5 separate regions of the Mus musculus genome follow, and regions 1, 2, 3 and 4 are each linked to region 5. Evidence: chromatin contacts called from public promoter capture Hi-C data. All regions are on one chromosome and are shown on one strand. Each heading gives the region's core, a stretch centred on a gene start, on an enhancer-like site or on the middle of the called end of the contact. The rest is flanking DNA. Distances are from core to core; before and after follow the strand shown. Region 1 holds the start of Rere (arginine glutamic acid dipeptide (RE) repeats). Region 2 overlaps Dnajc11 (DnaJ heat shock protein family (Hsp40) member C11). Region 3 holds the start of Dnajc11 (DnaJ heat shock protein family (Hsp40) member C11). Region 4 holds the start of Thap3 (THAP domain containing, apoptosis associated protein 3). Region 5 holds the start of Vamp3 (vesicle-associated membrane protein 3).

Region 1 (5,456 bases), core at 624-3,123, 780 kb before region 5:
AGATGGGTGAATTATTTTAAGCCAAGCTCTATCCTTTAATTATTCTATTATATACAGACCTTAACTCCTCTGAGAAGAGTGTATGGTTTAAGGACACCAATAAGCATTTACAGAATATTAACAAACTAACAATAGGCTGATGATTCGCCCTGGACTCATGCCAGAGTCTGTGAAAGAACTCAATAAACATGATATGCATTTCAAAAACTGGTAATTATAATTAAAATTCCAAACCCCACGATCCTATAAATTATATTAAGTAGAATGGGAGCATTGGCTTGCCCTGGCTCAGGCTTATAGTATGTGGTACACATGGTGATAATGTCTTTGAGCATAGTGGGAATATAGTAATATTTTTTAAAGGTGATACTTGGATTTTCCTTTCCTTTTTTGTTGGCATTTTTAAGACAGAGTTTCCAAATGTAGCTCTGACTGGCCTGCAACTCACACTGTAGACCAGGTGGGCCTTAACCTTTAATTAAGATCTTCTTGCCTCTGGCTCTCTAGTGTTAAGATAACAGGTAAGAGCCACCAGGCCTTGGTGAAACTAGTCTACGCCTCCCCTCCCCCAACAGGGCACAGCTACTGCTCTCTTTAAAAGACTCTCCGTCGTAATGGTCTGTTCTTTATTACTATTTTTTTTTAAAGTCATATGTGTGTGTGTGTGTGTGTAGGTTTGTGCACATGGAGGCTAGAGGAGTGTTGGATTTCTCAGAGCTGTAGTTACAGGCAGCTTTAGCAGCCTGATGTGGGTGCTGGTAACCGAAGTGGGGTCTTCTGCAAAGAGCAGTTGAGCCCTGTTCTTTATTACTTAATGAGGCCTTTTATTATTCTCATCAATAAGCAGCACAATTCACCAATTCACATTTTCTTTTCTTTTTTTTTTTTCACTTCAGTTTCGGTCAAACATTATTTTTAAAACATTATGAACTACCCATCAGAACAAATAACTTCGAATCCACTCTGTAGCTCCCCTTGAACCTCAAGGAATAGGAATCTGTCTCTTAAATGAAATAAGCAATTATGGCTCTGGTAATAATAAGAGCAAGGGGACAGTCGCCAAGCCCACCCCTAAGACCGACCCGCTTGAGGTAGACCATCCCGAGGGTCAGTACAGGGCTGGCCGCTGGGAGCTCTGCCTGTGGCCGAGCAGGGCGGACCAAGCACAAAGCCGCGCCTGGGGCGGGGAGCCCATCTCCCAGGTTCCGGCCGCCGCCCGGAGCGTGCACTAAGGGCTCGGCCGCGCCGCCACCAAAGCCTGGCCTCTCCCCTTGCCTTGCCTTCTGCTCATTTTATTAAAAAGGAAGAAAAAAAAAAAAAAAGAGAGAGAGAAGAAAAAAAAGGAGGAAAAAAAGAAAAAAAAAAAAAAAAAAGAAAATGGAAGAGCGAGCTGGAGCAAACATCCCGCCCCCAGGCCCGCCTTCCGCCTCCTATTGGCCCGTCCTCTACTGACGTCACGAAGAGACAGACCAATGGTGATGGTCGATACTGCGAGGTGGGCCGGGCCCGAGCGCGGAGTGGGCGGCGGGTCGGCGCAGCAGCCCCGCGGCTCCGCCACCATCGCGGAGGTGCCGCTGCTCCCACAGACGCTCGCGAGCCGCCCCCCGCGCTCCGCAGCCTCTCGCCCCGCCGGGCCTCGGTCCCCGCCTCCTTCCCCGCGCCTCGTCCCCTCACGCGCTCCCCACCTTGTTTCCGCCTCATTTTCTCTCCTAGTTGAGGGGTAGGAAAAAAAAAAAAAAACCCTACCATCCTCCGGTGGGAGCCACTCGCCCTCTGGGAAAAAAAAATCCACAAAACCAGACATGGTCCTGGGCTCCCACTGCTGAAGGCTTGGCCCACCCGAGGAGGTCGAAGTCCCGGCAGGGAAGCCCCGCAGCCCCCCGGTGTCGCATCCCCGCGGGCCGGCCCCTTCGGCCCCGCGCCCACCGCCCTCGGTCCGCCGCCGGCCCCCGCGGCCTCCCTCCCGGTCCCTGCACTTTCCCCGGAGCCCGGCCGCCACCCCTCTCATTGATGGTGTAGCGCCCGAGGGGAAGGTAAGTGTCCAAGTTGTCAGCGCCGCGCCGCGGGCGCCCCTCCTCGGCCCCTCTTTCTGGGGTCGGAGTGCTCTGGGTGGGCGGTGGGGCTCGGCCGGGAAAGCCGAGGCGGAATGCGAAGGGTGAGAGTGGAGGCGAGCCCTCGGGGAACCATGGGCCGGACGCTGCCTTTGGTCCTGTGCGAGCCAGGTGACTGTACTACGTGCTTCTTGACCCCTGCTCTCTCTTGGCTTCTTAGGCACGCTCTGGAACTAGTCTGAGGTTAAACTGTTACACGCCACTAGCTGAGCAGCTCAACTGTGAGAGGGAAGGACCCGAAGCTGTGCATTTCTTGGATATTTGTGAATGTGGGGGTCTGGGAACGGACTCATTAAAGTCTCATTTCACATTAGGAGGAAGACTCCTCCTTTGTGTCTCTCTTCTCAGGCTCTGTGATTCCAAAATTAGGGAACCAAATACCACTTGGAGCGGCGTAGAATTCTGTCATGATTTTAAGTTCTGCTGTCTGAAGGAGGGTGCCTTCTTTCTTTCTTTATATTTTTTTAGGGTTATGGGAAGAAGGTAGTTTTACATCGAATGGGGTGTGTGTTGTGTTGAGGGAGTATTGCAGGTTTCCTTTGAAACTGTTCGCTTGAGAAGTTGTTGAAATGAAAATAAAATGATTCATTGTTGAATAGTCATTATCCTCTGTCTCTTTTCCAAGGTTTGCTTACTTTTTTTTTTTTTTTTGATTACAGACTTCAAACATTGATTTCAGCAGAATGTGCCCTTGAGAAACTGGGTGCTTTAAATGTTTCAGTATGTGCTGCTATTTTAAGGTGGCTCTGAAAAAGTAGTTTTGTATGAATCTTGAAATAGCCTTCTGCAAAGCAATTCTTAAGACTAAACAAAACAAAACAGATTAACTAGTGAGTGTGAGCTTGGTGGATTACAAAACAGACATTTAGTGCAGCTCAAATGAATAATACATCCTAGGTTAGATTTCAAATAGCTTTTATAATTGCTTTCCATTTAAAGAGAGACCTTTTTGTCTGGTGTACACTGGTTTCTTTAGTCTCAGTCTGATGGGGGAGGGGAGGGAGAGGATTATCTATACAATAATAAAATCATCTTTGGCGAGATATTTCCTTCCATGGATTTGCTTGCTGAGTTAATTCCACTCTAAATTGCAAACCGTTTTTGATTTTGATGGCCTAGTCTGGGTGAAAGCCTGCCTTCCAGTTTTCTCTGTTGTTGAGGTCGAAGGGAAGAGGCAGAGGCAGAAGCAGACACACACAGAGACACAGACACACCACACACACACACACACACACACACACACAACCAGGCAGAGGGCTCATTGTTCTTCCATACAGATATCCATTCTCTCTCTCCCATATTTGGGGCTAGGTTTGCACAGACAAACACGGCTCTTTTGGGGAGGGATGAGAGGAGATGGGGGATGGGAAGGTGCTTTTCTTGTTCAGTTTTCTTTCACCCATTTCACATCTGCCTTTTTTTTTTTTTTTGCAACCTTGCAAGGCAGATGAGTACATGGGACACTAAAGGACACTGTGGAACGCTTTCAGAAGACTCCTGTTTCCCTCCCTGCCTTTGCAGCCCTGCTTTCTGCTGCTTGCTCTTTTCCATCTGTGTAAAGATCAACTCTGTCATGGTGGTCTTGCACTCTCTGCTTTCCATTCCTTGAGACCCCTGGCTCTGTTAGGGGCAGATTTGTTCACTTGATTTTTATTTTGCTGAGTGTGACTGGGGCCTTTATAAGTAGAAATAGGTTGTCTCAGTTAAAATGATAAAGACTATTTGAGGTTAATATGTTGCAGTATTTTGTGTGAGTGTGTGTGAGTGTGTGTGTGTGTGTGTGTGTGTGTAAGAGAGAGAGAGGGAGAGAGAAATTGATTTGATTGATGGTCCTTGATCCTTGACTTATCAATATAGTTTTTCCCCTCAATAGTGTTTTAAGAAAAGATCTGGTTTTCTGGTTGGGGACTGAGGTAGAGGCCCCCTGGAATGCTGGACCGGACTGAGAGTCCACCTGGCTAAATCCTGCTCTGGGCCAAGGATGGAGGTTAATGTGAATACATGTGGCTTGCAGAATAGCACCTTCTACTGGTTAATTGCTTTGACGATCCAGTGAAGAGGATGGGGGAGGGGATTAACGGCTGAGGCTTAATGATTTTCTTTTAAACACAGCCGCTGTGCCTTTCTGCAAATGCCACTTCCCCAGGCTGCTAATACAGATGCCCTTTGACAGGCACACTTGCGTCGCAGCCTTATTATGTTATTGGCTGTGTCTTGACATTAATTTGTTCTGTTATCAGGGGTATTTTCACATTGTGTCTTCCAAGGACTCCTTTGAATTGATGCTCTTTCTTTCTGTGAGAAGTGTAGTTTGTCTTAAACTAGAAAACAAAATAGGGGCTTATTTGCATTCCAGGTGTAGGAAACTATATACACCAGCAGCTCTTTAAGAATTTTTTTAGTATCATTAAAAAAATAAACTTACAGAAAGTAAAATCCTAGCATTAGAGATTTCCTCTGGGATTTAGACACCCACTCTGCCAAAGAGGCTGAGGAGAAGTTGGGTTGAAAGTCTCACTAAAATCAGTAGTTTTGTTAGGTAGTGGTGCTGTGTTCCAATACTGTTTTCAAAAATCATATCAATATTAATAAACAGGAACCTGAGAGAATGGCTTATGGCTTCATTTTTTTTTTTTTTTTTTTTTTTTTTTTTTTTTAAAGATTTATTTATTTATTATATGTAAGTACACTGTAGCTGTCTTCAGACACACCAGAAGAGGGAGTCAGATCTTGTTACGGATGGTTGTGAGCCACCATGTGGTTGCTGGGATTTGAACTCTGGACCTTCGGAAGAACAGTCGGGTGCTCTAACCCACTGAGCCATCTCACCAGCCCCATTTTTTTTTTTTTAATAAACTGGAGGCTAGCAAAAATTTGACTGTGTATACAGATTGACACAGAAGATTGTGGATTCCTCCTCAGAGTCTTCTGAATTTATGTGCAATTTCATAAATAATCTGTTGATAAATGCCTCCCAGGAGTTTATTGTCATGGATGCAATGACCAGTTAGAGGGGGCAGATGTCTATTCTAGAGTGGTCATTCTTAAGAAAGCCATTGCTAATTCACTTTAGGTCTGAAAGCTTGTCTCATAGTCCTTAAGGTTGAGCACCTTTACGGCGTAGCGCAAACAGTTCAAACGTATTTACTTAGTGGGTATATACTCATGTACCTTCCGGTCAGTGTAGACTCTGTCAGGGTTTTGTTGAAAACAGACTGGAGTATCCAGAAGCCAATTTGAGCCAAAAAGGTTAACTAAATCAAGAAATAAAATATTCCAGTACTTTTTTTTTTTTGTTTTGTTTTTGTTTTTTCGAGACAGGGTTTCTCTGTGTAGCCCTGGCTG
Region 2 (5,092 bases), core at 1,722-4,221, 900 kb after region 5:
ATGGGTGCTGTTTGCTGTTCAGGCTGGGCCCTATCCTTGTGTCTGGATAGCCTTGCTACAGCCTGTTCCTGTCATGATAAGGAGCCGGTAGCCTTTCCATGGCCTCTTGAGGCCGCCTGTGTCTCGCAGTGAGGCAGAGTAGTAGGAAGCATCGTTGCTTTCCTGAGTGAACAGTGGCAGCTTAGGGTCACAGGAGGTGACCCTCTGTCACGTTCATCCTAGCGTGTGTGCTGTAGGACATTAAAGTATGGGAGGTCTTTGTCTCCAGAGTACGAGTGTCAGCTTGACTCTTGCTTCTTAAAGTGTGTAAGAACCTGGGGTGGTGGCTAACGCCTGTAATCCCAGCACTTGGAATGCTGAGGTAGGACTGCCATGAGTTCAAGGCTACCCTGGGAAGCTCAGTGAGGCCCTGACTGACAATAAAAGTTAGGTGGGGCATGTCTGGGACAGTAGCTTAGTGGTAGTGTTTGCCCAGGGCCCTGGGGTCAGTCCCTAGTACTATGAAACAAAGTGAATGAGATAAATGACAGTTTCCCAGAGGACCTCTCCCGATACAGCCCACAGGCATGTAGGTCCCTTGGAGGAGATACTGTGGTGTATCATAGAACCTATACAGGGCTTCCCTTGGGCCCAGAATTATCCCTAAGGCTATGGGTGGAGCTCCTTACTGAAGCTGCATGTGGCTGTAATGTGTGGGGTCATAGCTTCAATCCCCTCCTCTCCATCCACCCCCCAAAATGCCCTCTTTAGAGTACTTAAATAACTGAACGGTTTTTATGCTCTGCTTCAGGGATAAGGATAAGAAAATGGGGAATGAATACATGTTCCTGAATATTTTTAATCCACCCATGGGTGTGGATCTGTGGACACAGCTACCCGTTATGGACCTGAGCACCTCCCTCCCATCAAGCCCCAACACAAGTGGGCTTCAGTCATGCAGTCACAGCCGGGTGGGGTAATTGGAATCAGAACTCTGGCGTCCAGCTGATGACATTGGTCTTCTGACTGGGCCACTCTGCCCCTGCCTTCTGGTCTGGGTGTCTGGTTTGTATGACCCACCACACTGCCTTTTAGAGCCTGCAGCTTGGAATCGAGCTGCCGGATGAGGGTCTCAGGTTGTGTGAGCCGGTGCGACTCCTGTCTGTCCAGAAAGCTCCCCACGTGGCCATGACCCAAAGCAGCCCTGCCTCGCTCACAGGCCTCTGTGCATCCCTCCCTGTGCTTACAGAGCTCGGCTGTCTCTGAGGATGGACGTGGGTCTCGTTTTTGACCCTGTTATGTGGAAGTTACATAGAGATTATTGTTTCCTAGTACTGATAGAAACCAGCAAGGTTAGGAAGGCTCGTTGTGTTCAGACATGAAGACATGGCATACACTGTAGCTGTCTTCAGACACACCAGAAGGGGGCATCAGGTCCCATTACAGATGGCTGTGAGCCACCATGTGGGTGCTAGGAATTGAACTCAAGACCTCTGGAAGAGCAGTCAGTGCTCTTAACCACTGAGTCATCTCTCCAGCCCTGTTTTTGTTTTTTGAGACAGGATCTCTTTGTGTAGCCCTGGCTGTCCTGGAATGGAACTCACTCTGTAGGCCATGCTGGCCTTCAAATCACAGATAAAATACTCTGCCTCCAGCTGGGAATAAAGGCATCAACCGCCTTTTTTCTTTTTTTTTGAAATTCTGTTATGGGACTGAGCAGATGGCTCAATGGTAAAGGTATTTTGCGACCAATTCTGACAACCTTAGTTTGACTTCCAGGGTCCATGAGATAGAGTTCATTCACAAAAGTTGTCTTCTGACTTTCACATGTCACACACGTGTTCATGCGTGCCCCACCCCCACCCCAAGTTGATTGCTTAGATTCCAGGGCAGAGCCCAGCCATCAGGATGAGGCTGCTGTGGCTTCAGTCTGTGCTGTGGATGCGGTCTTGGAGTCATAAAGGCAGCCGACCTTGGCGACCAGATGGGACAGGAGGAAACCCTTGGCGCCCATGTTTGTTGTGCTCAGTGGCAGAGGGTAGGCTAGAGAGGATCCCATGCAGAATGAAAATGTGGCTGTAGTGTGAGGAGTTGATCCAGCCCTGGGGCTTGTTGCAGTAAAGAACTGGCTGCATTGCCTTTAGGCCTCAGATCCTTGCAGGAGTGGCAGGCTGCAGTGGGCCGAGGCTCTTCCCGGGCTGACACATTCCTAGCTGTTCCTTCCAACGATTGTAAAGCCTACGTGGTCCTGGCTGTCAGATACTGAATGGGTCTGTGGCTGTTCATCACCACCAGAGCTGCCTGTCCACTTAGCATTTGTGCTGTCATACAACACCACGACAGGGCACCTCAGAGAAACAAGAGCTAGTTGAGGTTTGTGGTTTAGAGGGATAAGAGTCCACAGAGGATGGCAACATTGACTGGGCAGTGGTGGCGCATGCCTTTAATCCCAGCACTTGGTAGGCAGAGGCAGGCGGATTTCTGAGTTCAAGGACAGCAAGGGCTACACAGAGAAACCCTGTCTCGAAAGAAAGGATGGCAACATTGGCAGTGAGGGAGAGGTAGACATGACCAGAGCAGGAAGCCAAGAGGACGAACCGCAGGTGTTGGGAGACTTTAAATCCCTCCAACCAGGCTGGACACCTGAGCCTCCTCAGTCAGTGCTGCTAGCTGGGGACCGAGTCACCACATTGCCTTTTGGGAGGCTTTCAGTTAATAAAGAGTCACTGTTGAAATTGTAAGGATCTGTCTCAAAGAGATAACCATTAATGAGAAAGTGAAGACTGCTACAAGTCTGTCAGCTGTGGTTTCTCTCAGGAAGGAGCAGTGGTGGCTAGCGAAGGGAAAAGAAGCAGGAGACCATGCACATGGCTGTGAATGGAGCTCTCTCTTGGCTGGGTGCACTTGGCACATTCTCCTGAGTGGCTTGGCTGAATAAACAGAAACCTGGGTGGAGCCCCATAGGCTAGTTATCACCAGCCTCAAGGGGGATTGGGGAGGGTAGTGCTAATCTCCTTACTGCGGGGTGGATCTTCAGCCCATACACACCCAGTGTTACAGAGGTCTGAGTCAAGGATCTCGCTCTGCCAGCTGCATGGCAGCTCAGCTTCCAGGAGTCCTTCCTGCTGTGGGAGGGCTGGCTACCTGTCACCTGGTTCTCTGGTGGCCATTGTGTCTACAGCATGTCAGCAAACTGCACCCCATTCTGTAGTGTGCAGCCTAGAGCTAAGAGTGGCGCTTTCCTTTTGAGTTTTGTAAAATTCAAAAGAAGAATGTTTTGATGTTGGGCATGCTGGTGCACGCCTTTCCCAGCATTCAGGAGGCAGAAGCAGGCAGAAATCTGTGAGTTTGAGGCTACCCAGGTCTATAGAGTGCCAGGGCTACACAGAGAAATCCTATCTCCAAAAAAAAAAAAAAATTAAAATTAAATTAAATTAAAAAAAAAAAATATATATATATATATATATATATATATATATACATACAGATAAAGTCAGCCATGAACGGTTGCCTAGAGCTCAGCAACACACAAGCCCGCTCCAGAGCTGAGTACCCAGGTGTGCTCTCTCCTCTTTAAGTGTGACGGCTTCATGATGGAAAGCTGGGTATCAGAAAGACAGAATGCAAGGTTATTGGTTTGATTTTAGGGACAGAAGGATAGCCACAAGTTCAAGGTCGGCCTAGATTAATTGTGCTTTTCGGGCCATCTAGGGCTCCTTTCAAACAAACAAAATTACCAAAACTGTGACCAGTTGTGCTGGCACACACCTTTAATTCCAGCACTAGGGAGGTAGAGACAGGTGGAGTTTGAGGCCAGCCAGAGCTATATAGAACCAAGTCTGTGGCTTAAAAATGGTGGTAGAGGTTAAAAAGATTTTGTTCTTTGTAAATGCCTTTTTGCTTTTACAAAAGTATGCTTTAGGGTACACACACTTAGCCTGAAGCTTCAGCAGACATCTGACCACTCGGTCGGGTGTCCAGTGGTCCATATTTGCTTTAGTCGTGTATGCTGGAGCCTGTCAGAACTCAGTGTAACTTTGCTCCTCTCAAACCTGTGACTTGTCATAAGAAAACCTACGGTGTTGGAAGTGAATAGTTGCTGCTAAGCTGCAGCCTGTGGGCACGTGGGGAGAAACCCTCCTACTCTGGTATTGCAGCACACTGTCTGCCAAGTGTATTTCCTGAAGACTAAAGAGCATCTGGGCCCTCGGGAATGAAAAGACACCTCAGTCAACTCAGGGTGACCTGAGTAGCCATTTCCAGGACAGTTAATTCATCAGTCGGGTTGTCACCGTGCTCAGCTTTGTCCTCGGCTCGTGTCACCTCTCCAGTTTATTGTTTCCCATAGATTTGGGTCAGCGCCACGGCTGTTGAGTCTGAAGTTACCAGTTGGAGTTCTTAGTTATTGTGCCTTAAGAGCAGCAGGGCAGCTGAAAGTGACGACTGCAGCGCAGTTCTAGGTTTCTAATGGCTACTCTCCCTCTGCTGAATCATCACTTGGTTGTCAGTGTGGAGTTCGTGTCTGTGCTTTTGTTTATAAAAGGTCTTGCTTATAGCCTGGGCTGACCTGGAAATCATGATCTTCTTGTCTCATTGTCCCGATTGCTAGGATTTCAGGCCTGTACCATCATGCCTTGCTGAGTATATACTATTTGAAAGCTTTCAGACCCAGATGTGGTGCTGCGATTAAAGTCATGTCCACAACAGTTGGCCTGCACCTGTGGTGGTAGAATTGTTGAAAAGGAATCTAGAGCCCTATACATCCAGACTCTACAAGCGAACTATATCCTCAGCCTGCCACAATTTGAATTGTTCTCATCATTTCTGGGGTTGACTAGACTCCACTGGCTAGCACTGGGCTGACACCTCCCTGCAGGTGTAGTCAGATGGTGTCTGGGTCTTACCACTCACGTATGTTGAAGAAAGCTTGGTTGGTTGGTTGGTTTCTTTTTGAGCAAGGGTACCTAGGTAGATCAGGTTGGCCTTGAACTCGGTTTGTAACTCATACTAGTCTGGAACTTACTACAATTCTCCTGCCTTAGCTTCCCAAGAGCTAGCTAGTATTTCAGCATTCAAACAAGCCCAGAATTGGTAATGGCTTCTGCATGCAAGC
Region 3 (4,908 bases), core at 2,057-4,556, 880 kb after region 5:
TAAGTGAGAGTGGAACAACTTAGGATCGTTATGAATATGTGACACTGGAGATGAGTGCCTTTAGATTTATACTGTTTGAAAAGAGAGAGCCCGGGCATGGTGCTCACAGTCAAATCCCAGCACGTGTGATGTTAAGGTGGGAGATCACGAGTTCAAAGTCCTCCTCCGATACATAAGGAGTTCAAGTCCCGCCTGGGTTATACAAGACCCTGCCACAGAAAAATAGAAAATGAAAATAAAAACAAATAATAAAGATGCAAGCTTTCGACAACAGTTGCATGTGTGTGTGTTCTGTATGAGCACTCACGATAGCTTTTGTGCGTGCATAAAATAGACAAGTGTATCCATAGTTACAGAAACAAAGGTCTGGGGGACTAGAAAGATGGCTCAGAGGTTAAGAGCATTGACTGCTCTTCCAGAGGTGCTGAGTTCAATTCCCAGCAACCACATGGTGGCTCACAACCGTCTATAATGGGAGCCGGTGCCCTCTTCTGGTGTGTCTGAAGACAGCTACAGTGTAGTCATATGCATACAATAATAAATAAAAACTTTTAAATAAATAAATAAATGGTCTGGAGAGCTGGCTCAGTGGTTAAGAGCACTGGCTGGCCTCACAGAGAACCCAGGTTGGTTCCCAGCAGTCACATGGTGACTTACAACCCTCTGTAACTCTCATTCCAGGAGATCTGGTACCTTCTCTGACATCCTCAGGCCCCAGGCATGCAGGTGGTGCACATACATACACGAATAAAAAGAAACCTCACACATAAAATAAATCTTCAAACATGCATCATGTGTGTATTAACCTAAGTTTTGCTTTGCCCCTAAACTACAGGTAGCTTTAGAAGGTGCCAGGCCCTGAACAATAGAGCCCTTTCAGCACTTTCTCTGGTTCCAGGAGCATGTTGGATGTGTGTTTTTTAACGTATAAATTTGTACAGCCCTTGGTTCTCATTATTTTGCCCATGGCACATCAGGGTTTTTTGGAGGGGAGAAAGGAAAACAACCAACCCTGGAAATACATCCATTCCCCCAGCTCTCCATTTGTCACAGACACTTTCCAAGGAAGTGCCGCACAAAATATCGTGGGCCCGAGAGAGGCCGGGCCCAGAGCATCCCTGAGTTGTTATTTATTTTGTCTGAGTGGTGATAAAAACCAGGCCATTCTCAATCACAGAAACACAGACCTGGGCGTCGGGAAACACGCCTCATGTTCCACTTACGTAACATCTACCAGCTGTGTTTCCTTTCCCAAGCAAAGGAGGTACTGCAAGGATTTCTCTGCCCAAGTGAGCACTGCAGGCCAGTTAATATCTACAAACCTAAGGAAAATTGAGACATCTCAACACTGTAGACACACACACACACACACACACACACACAGAGAGAGAGAGAGAGAGAGAGAGAGAGAGAGAGAGAGCCGCACCCCTTGCACGCGCATGAAATTTCAAAAACCAGAAAATGTCAGCAGGTAGTTTAGCCCTAACCACAGCTCTGCGAAGGAAGGGAGAGAAGAAAAGTCTATAAACCTGCAGGAGGAGAGCTGACGGGGCATGGCTGTGGATGCCGTCGTGTAGGGAGGCCTACCATGCTTTAACAAAATAATAAAAAGCTGCTAATTTACAACCTGGGTCAACAGCCTACTGCAGGCTGACTCCACACACCTAGATGTCTCCCGCCAAAAGATCCTAAGAGGAGTGAGCACCTTGGAAGGGACGTGACACAGGCCCAGATGGCGCACATCTGGCCAAGAATTAGGATGAGAAAGAAATCAACCTCTCCTATCTGCAGACAGGTGTCGGGGTCTCCCAGGATACCAGCTTATGACGGGCAAGCGGATGGCTGTGTGGAGGAACAACAAGGACCCCTGAGAAAAGACTCAGGTCATGTGAACCAACAGGTGGAGGGGCCTACGCTGCTGCCCACCACTTGATAACATAATTTCAAAGACACTTAAAATATTTAGATTATTGTAACCAAGACGTTTTTAATAAGGCACCAAACAGCAGGCACCAGGTTGAAATCAATTAGACTCCACTGCTAAATTATACAGGAGAAATTTCCAGCAGAATGGCTCTGAGGTAGGAACCACAGGTATATATGCACGCCAGACGCAATTAAGAACCAAATGGATATTGCCTCCTCATTTATGCGGCAGGGAAAAAAAAAAAAAAAAAAAAGGCCAGGTGCTCCTACATTCAGGGCAATGGTTAAGAAAAGACAAAACATGACAGAAACAGAAGATAAGGCAGCCTCTGTGGACCACAAAGGGTGTAGGTAACCACTTTGAAGGTTTCCTGAGCACACATAAGTCAGCAAGTGGGTCCACCAGCGGCTTCCCTTGTGGGTGGGCCCCGGGAGAGATGCGTGCCTGGGCTCAGGGTGGCTTTACAACAGACTCCAAAACAGGGGAAGGAGCTCAGCCATCCCGGGTTCGCCGCCACCCAGAACCTGGGCCATAAGGGTCTTATGAGTGTGGTGCGGCCCTGTTGAATACTAACCCTGCCCATACAGATACACACACACCACATAACCCCATCACTTTCACAGCCGTAAACACACACACAATATGTCCACTCACACCCACACCCCCACTCACACACATACACTGACCCACACTTGAACACACATTTATAAACACACATCCACAACCCCACACATACACCACAACCCCACTCACACCCCCACCACACTCTCACAAACCCCATACGTGCTCATACACACACACACACACACACACATATCCCACACTCTCACACATCCCACACTCTCATACACACACACCACACCCCCACTTAAACACACGGGACACCCCCACTCATACACCCCACCCCACTCATACCCTCATCACACTCTCACAAACCCCACACACGCTTACACACACACACACACACACACACACACTTACACACAACACTCTCACGTACACCTTACACCCTCATACACACATCCCATGCATCCACTCATACACAAACACCACACACTCGTACACACACACATGCTTGTGTACACACCCACACATGCTGGTACACACATACACAGGTTTCACACACACACACACACACACACACACACAGACTGCACACACACACACACACACACACACACACACACACACACACACACACACACGAGAGGCTGGTATACATATACACCTCCCAGCTTCCGGCCTCGGCCGCGCGGGGGCGCAGTGCGCAGGCGCGTCCCAAGGGCTGCTGTGCGGCTCCGGGCCGCCAGGGGCCGCTGTGACGTGGGCGGGAGGCGCGCGGGAAGCGCTACGCAGCGCCGGACCCTCTTAACCACGGCCTCGCCGGTTTGGCGGGGTGAAAGGTTGCGAAGATGGCGACGGCCTTGAGCGAGGAGGAGCTGGACAATGAAGACTATTACTCACTGCTGAACGTGCGCAGGGAGGTGAGGCCCGCGGCGTGGCGTCGGCGAGGCTGAGGCCCGGCTCGGTGGTTCTGGACGGTCGGACGGGCGGCTCTGGCCCCGCAGCCGCCCCGGCAAGGCCACGGCCCGGCCCGGAGGCCGCGTGACCCCGCCGCCGTGTGCGCCTGCCAGCCGTCGAGCTGCCCGCACCGCCGCGACCCTCGCGCCCCGGCGCGGGTCCAGCGTCTGCCTGGCGCTCCGCGACCCGTGCATGGCGTGCACCGTGCCCAGGCCTGGCCCGGACCCGGACCCACGTACTTGCCGGAAGGGGGACGAGGACCCCGGGGCAGCCGCTGCAGTGGGGAACCAGGTCCCACGCTTCCCCTACATACTCCTACCCTAGGCTAGAGGGTAGGGTCATCAGCCTGAGCCAGGAGCTGGGCGATCGCAGCCCTGGACAGCAAGGTCAAGGCCACAGGGAGCCTCTCCAGGGTTCGGTCGGACCCTCAATCGCTGGTGCTTCCGAAGCAGAGGCTACCCTCCCAGGCTGGCGTTCGTGTCCTCCTCCGATCCCTTGAGCCTTTGCCCAGAAATCAGAGAGCAAGACCTCTCCAGCCTCGACTCGGGGGCCGTGGATGAGCAAGAAGTGCTAGGCCAGAGACGCACCGGCGCTCTGACCGCACTTCAGCATCCAGTGCTTGCCAGTGGATTCACGCGGTCTCCTCGAGAATAAAAAGTCACCCTTGAGGTCCGCACTGTCTGGCACGTGTATACCTCGCATACGTTCTTGTTCTCTATGGCTAGTCCGCACTTGAGCTCCGTCAGAGAAGGGTTCCCGGAAAGGCTTCCAAGGTCAGGTCACGAAAGGCATTCGAGAGGTCTGTGGCTGCTGGGTCCAAGTTGTCAGTCCTTCCACACAAGTCCCAATCCTGTCTTTTAGGGTTTCTGGTAAAGATCAAAAGTAAGGGAATTGTGCTAGCCTCAGCAAAGCTAACCCAGTTGCCAGTAAAAGTTGGTCTGTGTGCTAATAACCAATATCTTTCTGAGTGTTTTCTGCACAGCCACCTGCTGAAAGAACTGACTCAGTGTCTCTTTAAATTGTGATAGGCGCTCTCATAACAATCCAGTATGAATGAGTATATATGTATGTATACATATATATGTGTGTGTGTGTACATACATATGTGTGTATATATGTATGTATACATATATACATGTGTATATATATATTCAATCCAGTAATTATAATCGAGGGAACAAACAGGTGCAATTCGTCCCTGGGCAGTCTAACTCCAGAAACCCAGCTCTTGAACTCTACTGCCTCAGTTTACCATTCCACATACAGCAAAGCTCTTTGTCTCTATACTGTGCCCTGTATCAGCCACTGCTTACCACAGAAACTCCTCCAGGAAACGTTTCCTGGACTTCCAGGTTAGCAGTTGAATGAAACTGTAGGTTTTCCCCTGAGTTGTTTTGTTTTTGTTTGTTTTTTTTCTGCCACAGGGCCTGACACAGTGTAGTGCTGGCAAGAACTCACTG
Region 4 (5,230 bases), core at 1,711-4,210, 930 kb after region 5:
CACCTCTAGCCCTTCAGAGCTTGCCACATGCCAGTCTCTGCTTTCCTGCCAGACGGTGGCAGTGGATAGGACCAAGTTCCTGCTCCTCAGGAGCCTGCACCTCAGACAGGAGCAAGCCACACTGAGAGGGTTGGGCTGTGAGGGCGGGCGGAGCAGGTGAAAACAACAGGAAGAAGCCCTGTGGTAGGTAATGAGGGCCGGCCAGGATGACGTTTGAACAGACCCGGCAGCAAGTGAGAAATAAGACCCGGCCTTTACAAAGGATGGGTGGGGGCAGGGGACAAAGATGTCGGTCTGGCTGGGGCACCTGGAGGAAGAAGGGCCATAAGACACACCCAGGGCTTGATTTAGGTAGCAGGGGCATCATTGGAGGTTCTGGAGGAGGAGAAGGACTGAAGTGAGTTCAAGGGCAGCCTAGGTTACAGAATAATACGCCTTCAATTCCAACACTGAGACCAGCCTGGTCTACAGAGTGAGCTCCAGCACAGCAGAGCCTGGAGTGGGGAACTTGTCGAGAGAAGAGGAGGAGGGAGGGGAGAGGGAGGGCAGGAAGAAAGGAAGAAGGAAAAAGCAAAAGCCAAGTGTCGAGGTTTGCTCGAGGATGATGAGAGAAGAGAAGGGAAGGAGCTCCATGGTTCCAGGTCCCTGAGGAGGAAGGGAGGGGGAGGAGGAGGAAGAGGAGGAGGAGGAGGAGAAGGACAGGAGAGTCCTCGGAGGTCCAGGCCTGGGTGAACACAAGTTTGATGCGTTAGGTGTCAAGTTCAAGGTGCTCTTCAGACTGGCAGAGCTCAGAGTGGCAGATGGGCACCTATGCCCGGGGATGTCCCTACAGAGCCTGCCAGCCTCGGCGATCTCAGCACTAGGGAGAAGCCCTGAACGGCTCCATCTTGAGCATGCCAGCACTCAGTGTAGGAAGTAGAGAGGACTCTGGGATGGAGACTGACGGGGGAGATGTGGGACAAAGGTCAGGATGCGCCCAGGGAGTGGGAAGAGAACTGCCTAGTCAAAAGCTATTGAGAGTTCTTTTAAGACAAAGCCGGATAGATGACACAGACCTATAAGCAAGACCTGGGTGGGGCACAGTGGTGGATACCTGGAAGGGTCCAGTTCATAAGCCAGCCTGGGCTACACAAGACCAGCCCTCTCGAATTAACAGAAGCAACACTAGCCTGAAGCAAGGATAGAGTCAGAAGGCAGACGGGAGGGCACAGGAGAGATGTCAAAGCACGGGGTACACACAGATCTAAACTGTCCTCAGGAAGCCTACCAGGACATGTGGTGATTGTGCCATAAACACTTAAGTGGTGGCACACGCCTTTAATCTCAACACTCTGGAGGCAGAGGCTGGCAGATCTCTGTGAGTTCAAGGTCAGCCTGGTCTACACAGAGAAATCCTATCTTGAAAAACAAAACAAAAAAGTTTAAAAATTCGGAGGTGTGGCCAGGCGTGGTGGCTCATGCCTTTAATCCCAGTACTCAGAAGGCAAAGGCAGGTGGATTTCTGAGTTCGAGGCCAGCCTGGTCTACAGAGTGAGTTCCAGGACAGCCAGGGCTACACAGAGAAACCCTGTCTCGAAAAAACAAAACCAAAAAAAAAGTCAAGGTGTGTAGAGCACCTGCCTACCCACTACTCTGGAAGGCCTGAGCTCCATCTCCAACACAAAGTAAAATATAAAAGTCTCCCAGACAGGATGCCAGCATGCATTAAGGGAGGGGGTGTTTTTTTTTTTTTTTTTTTTTTTTGAGTGTTCAAAGCCAGTTTTGGGTACATAGCTCTATTCACTGACTTCAGTCAGAACTACAGAAAAGGGCCTGGTCTCAATGGAGGAGGTGGCTATTAAAATAGATAAGACACCTGGCAAAATCCCTGTGGCCCCACAAAACAGGAAAGAAACTGTCCTCTGACCATCCATCCCATGGGAGACATGGCAAGAGGGTGGAGGATTCTTCTACACACAAATGAATTTAACTTAAAAACAAAGAATGAGAGCGGGCAGAGGTGAGTGTTCCCCCGAGTTTCTGGCAACTCAGATACCTGATAACTACCCATGCAGCCACCCGGAGGCCCTTCCATGCAGAGCACACATCCTGGCTCGTGGTCAATGGAATACTATGCAGAATAGTGCTTGTGGGGCAAGGATGACTCTCGCAGGGCCCGGAAGGAAGAGAGAGAGAGATTCCATTTCTTAAGGTTCAAACCTCGCCACAGCCACGCAGCCCACATGCAAGCTATCCCTGTGGGCTGGTGGGAGAAAAGACTGTAAGTGGATGCCAGCGGAGACGTCTGTGGGCTGCCAACTGATGTGTGTATTTTTCTATGGTTGCTACTCTTCAGCAGAAACATTCAAAGTGTACAGGGTGCGGGCTGCCAGGAACTGAGCCCTGAAGGCACAGACATCGCTCGAAGCCGGAGCAGTTGAAGGGTGCTTCCCTAGAAAGGGCTCAGCACGAGTCTTGCTGGGGAAAAGGGGTCCCAGGGCTGCAGAACCGGGGATCTCCCACCTTCCCACAGCCGAAATCCCTGCCATGAGGCCCGGCCATCCTGGGAGCACTCATTCCTCCAGGCCTCCCGCGAGGTGACGCAGGCGCAAGGGGCCAGAGCAGGGACACGGCCAGGTGCCACTCACGCCCATCTAGTTTGCACTGAGCACCTACTGCTTCCAGGCGAGGAGGGGGCGGCGGGGTCAGGCTGTGAGGCCGCGCGCAGGAGCATCGCCCGCGCCCGGCCCGGCCCCTCTACGCAGTCCCGGTCCACCTCGCCTGCAAACCCTGGCCTGGGCCTCCCGGAGCTCCCGCCCAGTGCACCGAGACCCGCGAGCGTTCCGTAGGGTCGGGTCCCGGCTTCCCCATCCCTCACCGGTGGAAGGTGAGCTGCTTCCTGCGGCTGCTGTAGCGGTTGCAGCATTGCCGGGCCGCGCAAGACTTCGGCATCTCGGAGATGGGCCCACTGCCCCTAAAAAAGATGGCGGCTCGGCGGCCTCGGGGGGCGGAGCCTGAGGGGCGGGGTCCGCAGGCTCGGGGCGCCAGAGCAGGACTTGCTCTGCTCCCTAAAGAAGTTAGAGCTGAGGAATACCTCCTACAACTTGTGCCCAAGTAAACAACTTTGGAAACCTGGACTAAAAAAGCGTCGACTCCTAACTCAGCTAAGTTTCTGGCTTGCAGGGCTGGGTTTGTCCGTTACAGACAGGTACAGAGCCTGCCTGGCCTTGAACTCACACTTCATTCATCTCAGCTTCAGACAAGGTTTGGATCCCAAGGGAGGTACCCAGCTGGTCACTATACAGACAGAAGATGCCTAGCACTGGACTCACCTCACCAGTCCGAACTTCAAAGGGCCCTAATGGCTGTGGCTTTGAAAGCTCAGACAAGTGCGGGGTAGAGGGTAGGGGTGGCCGGCACACCTGAACAGACAAGTGTGACAGGAATTGAGGGAAAGGGAAGCCTTTCAAAAGTGCACACTGGGTTTGAGAGCTAACTGGATAAGTGGAGCAGGGGTCATGGTCCCTTTTCATCATCAGTTCAGCTCTGCCAGATCCGCCATCTGACAAGCAACTGGGGAGACCCACAGCCTTTTTCAGCACAGGACACCTAAGGAGGCACAGACCTCAAAGTAGCAATATCTTTATTTACAAAATATACAGTTTCACAGAAACAGCTTGCTTTATACACATAAACTTTATAATTACACAGAACATGTAAACGATGTTGTGTCTGGCCTGGCCAAAGCCCACGGGAAGGGTCTACTTGGGGCTGACCCTTCCCTCCCAGCATTAGCCATCAACCAGGAGCCCAGAGAGGCTCACGCCCAGTTTGCATAAACAAGCTGATTGCAGCTGCCCAGCTCAACCTACCCCCAAACCAAGGTGTCCAAATTCTGACACCACCCACAGGGAAAGATCCCCTTAAAAACAAAGCAAGCAAACACAAACAGATGTCAAATGTATTCCAGAGGCATTGATCTCTGAGCACATGTAATAATGGCCAGCTCCACTGTTCCACAACAAAACCACACATATTCTTAAATGCACTTAAAAAGAAAAAAAAACTACTGCAACTTTGGTTATTCTCAGGGTGAAGACACTGGACAACAACTGTCATGGGGCAGGTCTTTGGCAAATTCCTCTAACTTGTCCTGGGTATTTGTCCCATCAGAGCCACACAATAGCCTGGGGGCAAGACTGTTTCTATCACAGCTTCTCTTTAGAAGAGCTCTCCCCTTGAGGTCTGCACAATCTACAGAGCTCAGCAGTACTTCTACTTTAATATGAGCAACAGGATTTAAAAAAAGAAAGAAAGTTAAACTGGGTGAGTGAGAAAGATGCTATTATTTTTTTTTTTAAAAAAAGGCTCTGATTTGCCAAGTTACAGTCTACACTCTGAGCTCCTTTGGTGCTTAAGACAATGTGGGAGAATGCCTGTGACCTTACAAAGGTACTCCAGGAAGGGGAAGAAAGGTGACACACTGGCCACTCTGCTCTGTCTCAGGCTAACAAAGAATACGCGTGACAACTGGGTAGGAAACACTACGGAGAAAGAATGAGCACTGGAGATGCTGGTTTGAGAGCCAACGCCCTCTTCCTCCTTTCCCTCTGCCCCAGGACCACCAGTGTCCAGGAGCTGAGCCAGCCCTCACTCAGACCAGGGCTCTGGTTCACACCTCTGAAACTCTGCAAGCTGGTGCTCTAGCACTCAGACCTTGCCTTGCCCCAGGAACCTGTATGGAAGGCAGAATGCCCATTCTTTTCACCCATTATCTGAAGAACAGCACACAGGGCCCAAGGACAGTGTCTTCTGTGGACTGTTACTGGACTGGGCACCACCAGCAGAGCTGGGACACCCAGTGTAACAGTGGCAAATACTTTGGGCTGTATTGTGGGGAAAAAAATATGCTTTTTGTTTTTTACATCGTGCAAAACAAGAAACTGAGTTATGAACACAGAACACCTCCACCCCAACCCTCACTCTGTGGAAAGGCGGCTACACATTGTCCCTTTAAACCAACCGTGAAAACCCAAAGAACCACTGCCCCCCCACCCAGGGCTCCTCTTGGGGACACCAGACCACAGCTCAGCAGCTCAGCAAGTACAACTGAGGCAAGGAAGTGAGACCACAAAAGGGCGGGCAACTTGGACGGCTGCTGTATAGACACTTGTGATAAAAGAGCAACACTGAGAACAAACAGCCAGGGAAACACAACACCTCCACTCCCGAGCACAGCGGAGACAGGACA
Region 5 (4,929 bases), core at 1,457-3,956:
CACACACACACACATATACACACAGTACACGTACATGTAGGCAAAACCCTCATACTTGTAAATCTTAATAAAAAAATATGGAAGTAGTGGTCTGAGCTTCTCGCAGGATCTGCACTGTGGTTCTACATGAGCACACCAAAACAAAAGATGCCTTAAGACTCCACTAGCTCAAGAATTCTAGGGAGAGCTGGGGCTACAGCAGTTCCACCTGCTATGGGTCCTTCAACAAATATCAGAGAAAGCAAAGACCTGCCTCTATTAGGGAACTAGTAAACCTGGCTATAAGACACACAACAATTTGGAAACAAAACAAAACCCAAATCAGAAAGACTTGTTCCTGGCTTGAATAATCCAATTACCCTATCTTACAAGTGGCTCTGGGGACAAGCTTTCAGATATGTTTTAGGTTTGTAATTGGTAGTAGAAAAATTAGTATGAAACCAGGAAGAGTCTCCTTTGTGCTTAGAAGATGGCTTCTAGAACATTCAGGCAAAGCATCATATACATAAAATAAAAATAAACCTAAACAAAAAGAATATGGAAATACTTGTCTGAGTTTCTCGCAGAATCTGTACTATTGCCCTTTAAATACACGTTTAAAAAGATGACTTCTGATATAGTCAAAATTTATGCCCACACACTGCTGATGCCTTTTTTCTCTAATGTTTTAAAAAAATAATTACATGCTTGTGTCTGTGTGTACAGGTGCATGCATGTGCCCTTGGAGGCAGTTACAAGCAGTTTCGTGATACAAATGAGAGTGCTTGGAACCCAGGTGGATCCTCTGCTAGAACAAGTAAGTGTTCTTTTAACTCCCGAGACATCTTTCTAGCTCCAACGACTCTTTTTCTAAATAAAATTCTAGAGAATTCCCATGTTTGTTTAAAAGTCACATTTAAAATTTTAGAGTGGTACCTCATCTACTTGATTTTGTGTCTGCTGGAGTCTTCGATTACTGCCAGTGGCAGCACTTGACCCCGAAGGCACACCTGTAGACCTGAAAGGTATAAAGTCACAAGTATGAGTACACTGTAATTCCCAGTGCACTTGATAAGCTAATATATAATCCCAATGCTCCAACCATGACATGGGAGGTGGACACATGAGAGTCTTGGAAGCCTGAGGGCCAGCTCACCTGATACATGCAGCACTGAACAAGAGATAGTGTCTCCAATAAGGTGGAAAGCCAGGACTGACATGTGAGGTTGTTCTCTGCTCTCAAGTGTCCTTTGCTCTCAAGTATACCATGGCCTGTTTGTGTGTATAAACTGTTATGGTGGGACGCAGTCTTAACTCCTTACACTGCAGTTATTTCTTAAAAGTCCCAAGGTAAAAAATAAAGGCACTAATATGTTTTTATAACCCCTCAATAATTCTTAAGACTGTATCACTTGATAGTGATAAAAGTCTGAAACAAATATTTAACAAGATCTGTTCTATGTCAATAAAGTGTGGGTTTTTTTTTTTTTTAAACTTGCTTTAAGACACACAGATGTTTAAAGTAGACTCCTGATCTTTTTGTTGTGGCTGATAATTAGGAACAATCACAGAACAGACAATATGAAGAAATAGGTTCAAAGTGCATGGAGGGGGTCTGTATGAACGGGAAGGAGGCTGAAGCAACTGTCTCTGTTGGAAAGTCATTCATCTCTCATAGGTTCAGTGAGTCTGGATTTTCACTCATCCCCACTTTTCACAAGTACTCTGGTTTTTAAGTCCTTATTGCCTCCATTAAACTCTTGTATCTAAAACAGCTTCCAATTTTTGCCTTCCTACACAACTGTCACTCTAGGGTTGACTCACAGCACTTTTTAAAGTTTGCACTGTGTCTACCACCAAGGACACATCACTGATGGCTGTCTCACATAACTCAGGGTCCGAAAATTAAACAGGTAAGGACCGTGCTCTGGAAGCACTATCCATGTTATTTATTTTTTCTCTCTTTAAAGTCTAATATCACTAAAGAGGATACTACGATCCTTCCCATCTTATTAAAACTTAGGCTGAACATGCGGCTGGCTGAACTGAACCAATTTAATCCTCTTGAGTGTGGACCGGACACTGCCATTTGCTCAGCAGTCTGACCAGGTACATCTTAAGTGGTGACAACAATTCTGGCTGAAGGTTGCAATTAGAAACCAATTTTAAAACCAGAGTGTGCTGGCTTAAAACGGAAGAGAAACCCATTGCCCAGATGCGTCGGGAGCGCCAAACGCTGGCCTACGACGGGCTCCCGGCCACCTCAGGTCTCCCGCTCCTGCCGGGCGCACCCCGCGCACAGAGTGAGCGTTCACGCTCGCTCCCGCCCCTCGCGAGGAAGGAGCCGCGGGGTGTGGCGGCCGCTTCCTCGGTCAGGCGGTGTCCCCACCCCCGTCCTTCCGCGTCTGCCCGCCGTCCGCGGGGCACTCGGGGACGTCGCGGCGCCACGACTCGTCCCGCAGCGTCCGGGGACAGGGTGCACCGCGGGGCCGCTGCCCACCTCAGGCCCCGGGACTCCGCGCGTAGGCCTGCGAGGCCTCCACTCGAGTCCGAGTGTCAAGCAGCGGCCACCGCGCCTGAAGCGGGTCGCAGGAGTGGGCCACCATCCCCGGAGCCCGCCTCGCCTCTCAGCGCAGCGCGTCACTCACATTTTGGCGGCGGTGGCGGCGGCGAATGGCCGAGGGTCGACGGACTCGCGCTGCAGGCAACCGAGGCTGAGGAGATGGGCGGGGCCGTGGTGACGTCACGAGCGGTGGCCGGACCGGAACCCGCGACGCGCTCTTAGTCGCCAGGGGCGCGCCGGAAATGGGCGGGATAGGAATCGAGCCGGGCGCAGCGCGGGCTGTCACCTCGGAGCAGAGCGGAGTGGGAGGGGCCAGAGCTTGCGCTGAAGTAGCGCCGGCGCTGACGAGTGGGCGGGCGTTCTCGGTGGACAAGTGGGCGGGGCTAGAGCGCGGCGCCTGCGCCTTTGGGCTGGGCTCTTCGCCGCCAAGGAATCACAGCAGCTCCCTGCAGTGTCTCTGCTGCCCTGTCTCTAGCCCTGGAAAGGCAGTTTAGAGTGAGAATGGGTACGTTTTACATTACTGTGAGCCCGCATACCTTGTCTCTCATGTTAGAAACAGCGGACGTGCCTAACGTTCCAGAATAATCTAGTGGTCCTGAGGAGACAAAGTTCTTTTCTGAGAAAGAGGCAGTAGGAAGTCCATGTGGAGTCTTGGCCACAGGATTTGGGAGAAGTCTCCTCTCAGGTTCTCACATGACAAATATTTGCCATTGCACGGATATTAAATCCCTAAAGGGAGCCTTGGCTTAGAGAACTGTAAGGTTCTTCATTTCTGTAATTCCCTGGCCCTTGCGGAGACGACACTCAATTTTTGTTCAACGGGGGTGAGTAGTTATGTGGAAAAGAATCCCAACAAGGTCTAAAACAGACTAAATAAACTCCGTTGGTGGATTCACTCAATGAAATACACTAAGGTATTTTTCCACTTCAGCATGGTAACTCCCAAAGGTGTGTGTTGCAATTAAAGAGCGCCACACCAGTGGGTACTAGGTTGAGTAGTAGTTATAAAAACCATTCTGGATAGGAGGAAATGGAGAGTGTGGGGCCGGGCTTAAACAGTGAACAGAAAATGCAGTGGGCTCCTGGTGGGAGGTTCAGAGTGTGAAACTGGCACTAGTTCTGAGGTAGATCAGAAGTGAAGTCCTACCAGAGAGATAACAGAACTCTACAGCCAAGAGGACTGGAACAGTGACGAAGAATACCTAGCAGGGAGGCCTTGTGAGGTAAGCTGGAAAGGGTCTTAAAAAAAAAAAAAACACACACAAAAACCACACACACACAACCCAGCCAACTACCTAGTAGAGCTAAAGAGTGTACTTAGTTGGCAGAGTGCTTGTCTAATATGCAGCCCTGGGTTTGATCCCCAGAACCACGTAGACCCAGGCTGTTAGCACACCCATAATCGCAACGAAAGCTTTTAGGTAAAAGGTTAAGAGGTTCAATGTCACCCTTAAGCTTAAGCGTTGGGAATTCATGGGTACTCTGAGCTACATGAGAAAGGTTAATTTAAAATTGAGATCCTTATCTTCCAAGTAACTGCATTTAAAATAAATCGATGTGTTAAGGAACCAGGCAAGGTAGGTAGAAAGGAAGTGCTTTGGGAAAGTGGCTCTAAGTGAAAGGCTGGGTGGGAGAACACTGCATGTGGAAAGTAAAATAATACTTCCAGTTCTAACTATGACCTCACTGTCAACACCTTGGATTTCAGATCAGGTTAAAGCAAAACACAGATAATATGGGGAAATTTTCTTCATTTTTAATTTACAGCAGAAAGAATATAAAGCATTCAGAAAACATTTTCCATATTTTTAAGGGCAATTCAAAACATTTTGCATGGTTTCCAGCAGCTGAGTTCTTCAACAGATCCATTGACTCAATGATGCTTTACATGCACAATTACAAAAATAAAACTTACAAAAAAGGAGACATCTAGACTAGTTTTACATGCAAGTCTCAGGGACCCCCCGTTGGGCGCCAACTACTGTGTGGAACTGCCATAAGCGACCGTGCAGCCAGAAAGGGGTTCATCTTAATGTCTTTATTTCATTCACACAGTACAGCTGATTTTGAATGGGTAACAAGGATAGCAATTAAATCTTCAGGAGACAGAATAAGATTAGCTATTAATTTTATCATGAAATCCTACTCCTGGCACTTGGGAATTCAGATTATCCAAGAAAGCTGCGCCTATCACCTTATATTCAAAATTAAGAGTTACAATCAAAAAAGGTGGTCATAAATGCTTTGTGTCAGTGGAAGTATGCTTCGACCTCACCTAGAATTCACAGTTGTACTGGTAGGTTTTGACCCTACTTCTATCTCCTCCATAAGAACTTCCTAATTCTATGTAAGTCTTTATCTTCCAGAGTTTTCTAACATATTCAGCT

The links. Promoter capture Hi-C pulls out the DNA fragments that hold promoters and counts their contacts.
Region 1: a promoter capture Hi-C map of the HPC-7 cell line shows a contact between it and region 5. The contact joins the promoter of Rere here to the promoter of Vamp3 in region 5. A contact is called at or near these places in 5 of 39 promoter capture datasets (the HPC-7 cell line, hippocampal neurons, liver and 1 more), 1 of 484 Hi-C or Micro-C datasets (embryonic stem cells) and 1 of 115 datasets of contacts at active chromatin or transcription factors (memory CD8 T cells).
Region 2: a contact with region 5 is called in a promoter capture Hi-C map of the HPC-7 cell line, with 4 times the contacts expected there. The contact joins the enhancer-like site here to the promoter of Vamp3 in region 5. A contact is called at or near these places in 7 of 39 promoter capture datasets (the 3T3-L1 cell line, the C10 cell line, the HPC-7 cell line and 3 more), 2 of 15 datasets of contacts at CTCF or cohesin (large pre-B cells and pro-B cells), 5 of 115 datasets of contacts at active chromatin or transcription factors (astrocytes, bone marrow-derived macrophages, epiblast stem cells and 2 more) and 1 of 9 other capture datasets (embryonic stem cells).
Region 3: a contact with region 5 is called in a promoter capture Hi-C map of hematopoietic stem and progenitor cells. The contact joins the promoter of Dnajc11 here to the promoter of Vamp3 in region 5. A contact is called at or near these places in 16 of 39 promoter capture datasets (the 3T3-L1 cell line, the C10 cell line, the HPC-7 cell line and 11 more), 7 of 484 Hi-C or Micro-C datasets (B cells, the G1E-ER4 cell line, bone marrow-derived macrophages and 3 more), 11 of 115 datasets of contacts at active chromatin or transcription factors (the 230-238 cell line, astrocytes, bone marrow-derived macrophages and 8 more) and 2 of 9 other capture datasets (adipose tissue and liver).
Region 4: a contact with region 5 is called in a promoter capture Hi-C map of liver, with 2.9 times the contacts expected there. The contact joins the promoter of Thap3 here to the promoter of Vamp3 in region 5. A contact is called at or near these places in 9 of 39 promoter capture datasets (the 3T3-L1 cell line, 3T3-L1-derived adipocytes, the C10 cell line and 4 more), 3 of 484 Hi-C or Micro-C datasets (Th1 cells, cerebellum and pancreatic cancer cells), 13 of 115 datasets of contacts at active chromatin or transcription factors (astrocytes, bone marrow-derived macrophages, cardiomyocytes and 9 more) and 1 of 9 other capture datasets (adipose tissue).

What each region holds. Positions count from the first base shown.
Region 1 is chr4:150,280,043-150,285,498 of GRCm38.p6, forward strand. It overlaps Rere (arginine glutamic acid dipeptide (RE) repeats), which reads left to right and starts at 1,874. Exons shown (of 23, transcript NM_001085492.1): 1 at 1,874-2,033.
Region 2 is chr4:151,957,725-151,962,816 of GRCm38.p6, forward strand. The region is part of intron 4 of Dnajc11 (DnaJ heat shock protein family (Hsp40) member C11); the gene reads left to right. Among named protein-coding and RNA genes, the nearest start is that of Dnajc11, 27 kb to the left of the region's middle. Within about 2 kb of position 2,972, at least 45 of the 459 cell types and tissues checked have an H3K27ac peak or open chromatin away from gene starts, as enhancers often do. A contact at or near this core is called in the HPC-7 cell line, where this site is marked.
Region 3 is chr4:151,930,414-151,935,321 of GRCm38.p6, forward strand. Dnajc11 (DnaJ heat shock protein family (Hsp40) member C11) reads left to right here and starts at 3,307. Exons shown (of 16, transcript NM_172704.3): 1 at 3,307-3,411. The coding sequence starts at 3,340.
Region 4 is chr4:151,986,026-151,991,255 of GRCm38.p6, forward strand. It overlaps Thap3 (THAP domain containing, apoptosis associated protein 3), which reads right to left and starts at 2,961. Exons shown (of 4, transcript NM_175152.4): 1 at 2,858-2,961. The coding sequence starts at 2,931. It overlaps Phf13 (PHD finger protein 13), which reads right to left. Exons shown (of 4, transcript NM_172705.2): 4 at 3,606-5,230.
Region 5 is chr4:151,055,247-151,060,175 of GRCm38.p6, forward strand. Vamp3 (vesicle-associated membrane protein 3) reads right to left here and starts at 2,707. Exons shown (of 5, transcript NM_009498.4): 1 at 2,628-2,707; 2 at 916-997. The coding sequence starts at 2,629. It overlaps Gm38529, which reads left to right. Exons shown (of 2, transcript XM_017320565.2): 2 at 706-3,810. The coding sequence starts at 2,195. The coding sequence ends at 2,764. Camta1 (calmodulin binding transcription activator 1) reads right to left here. Exons shown (of 24, transcript NM_001081557.3): 24 at 4,277-4,929.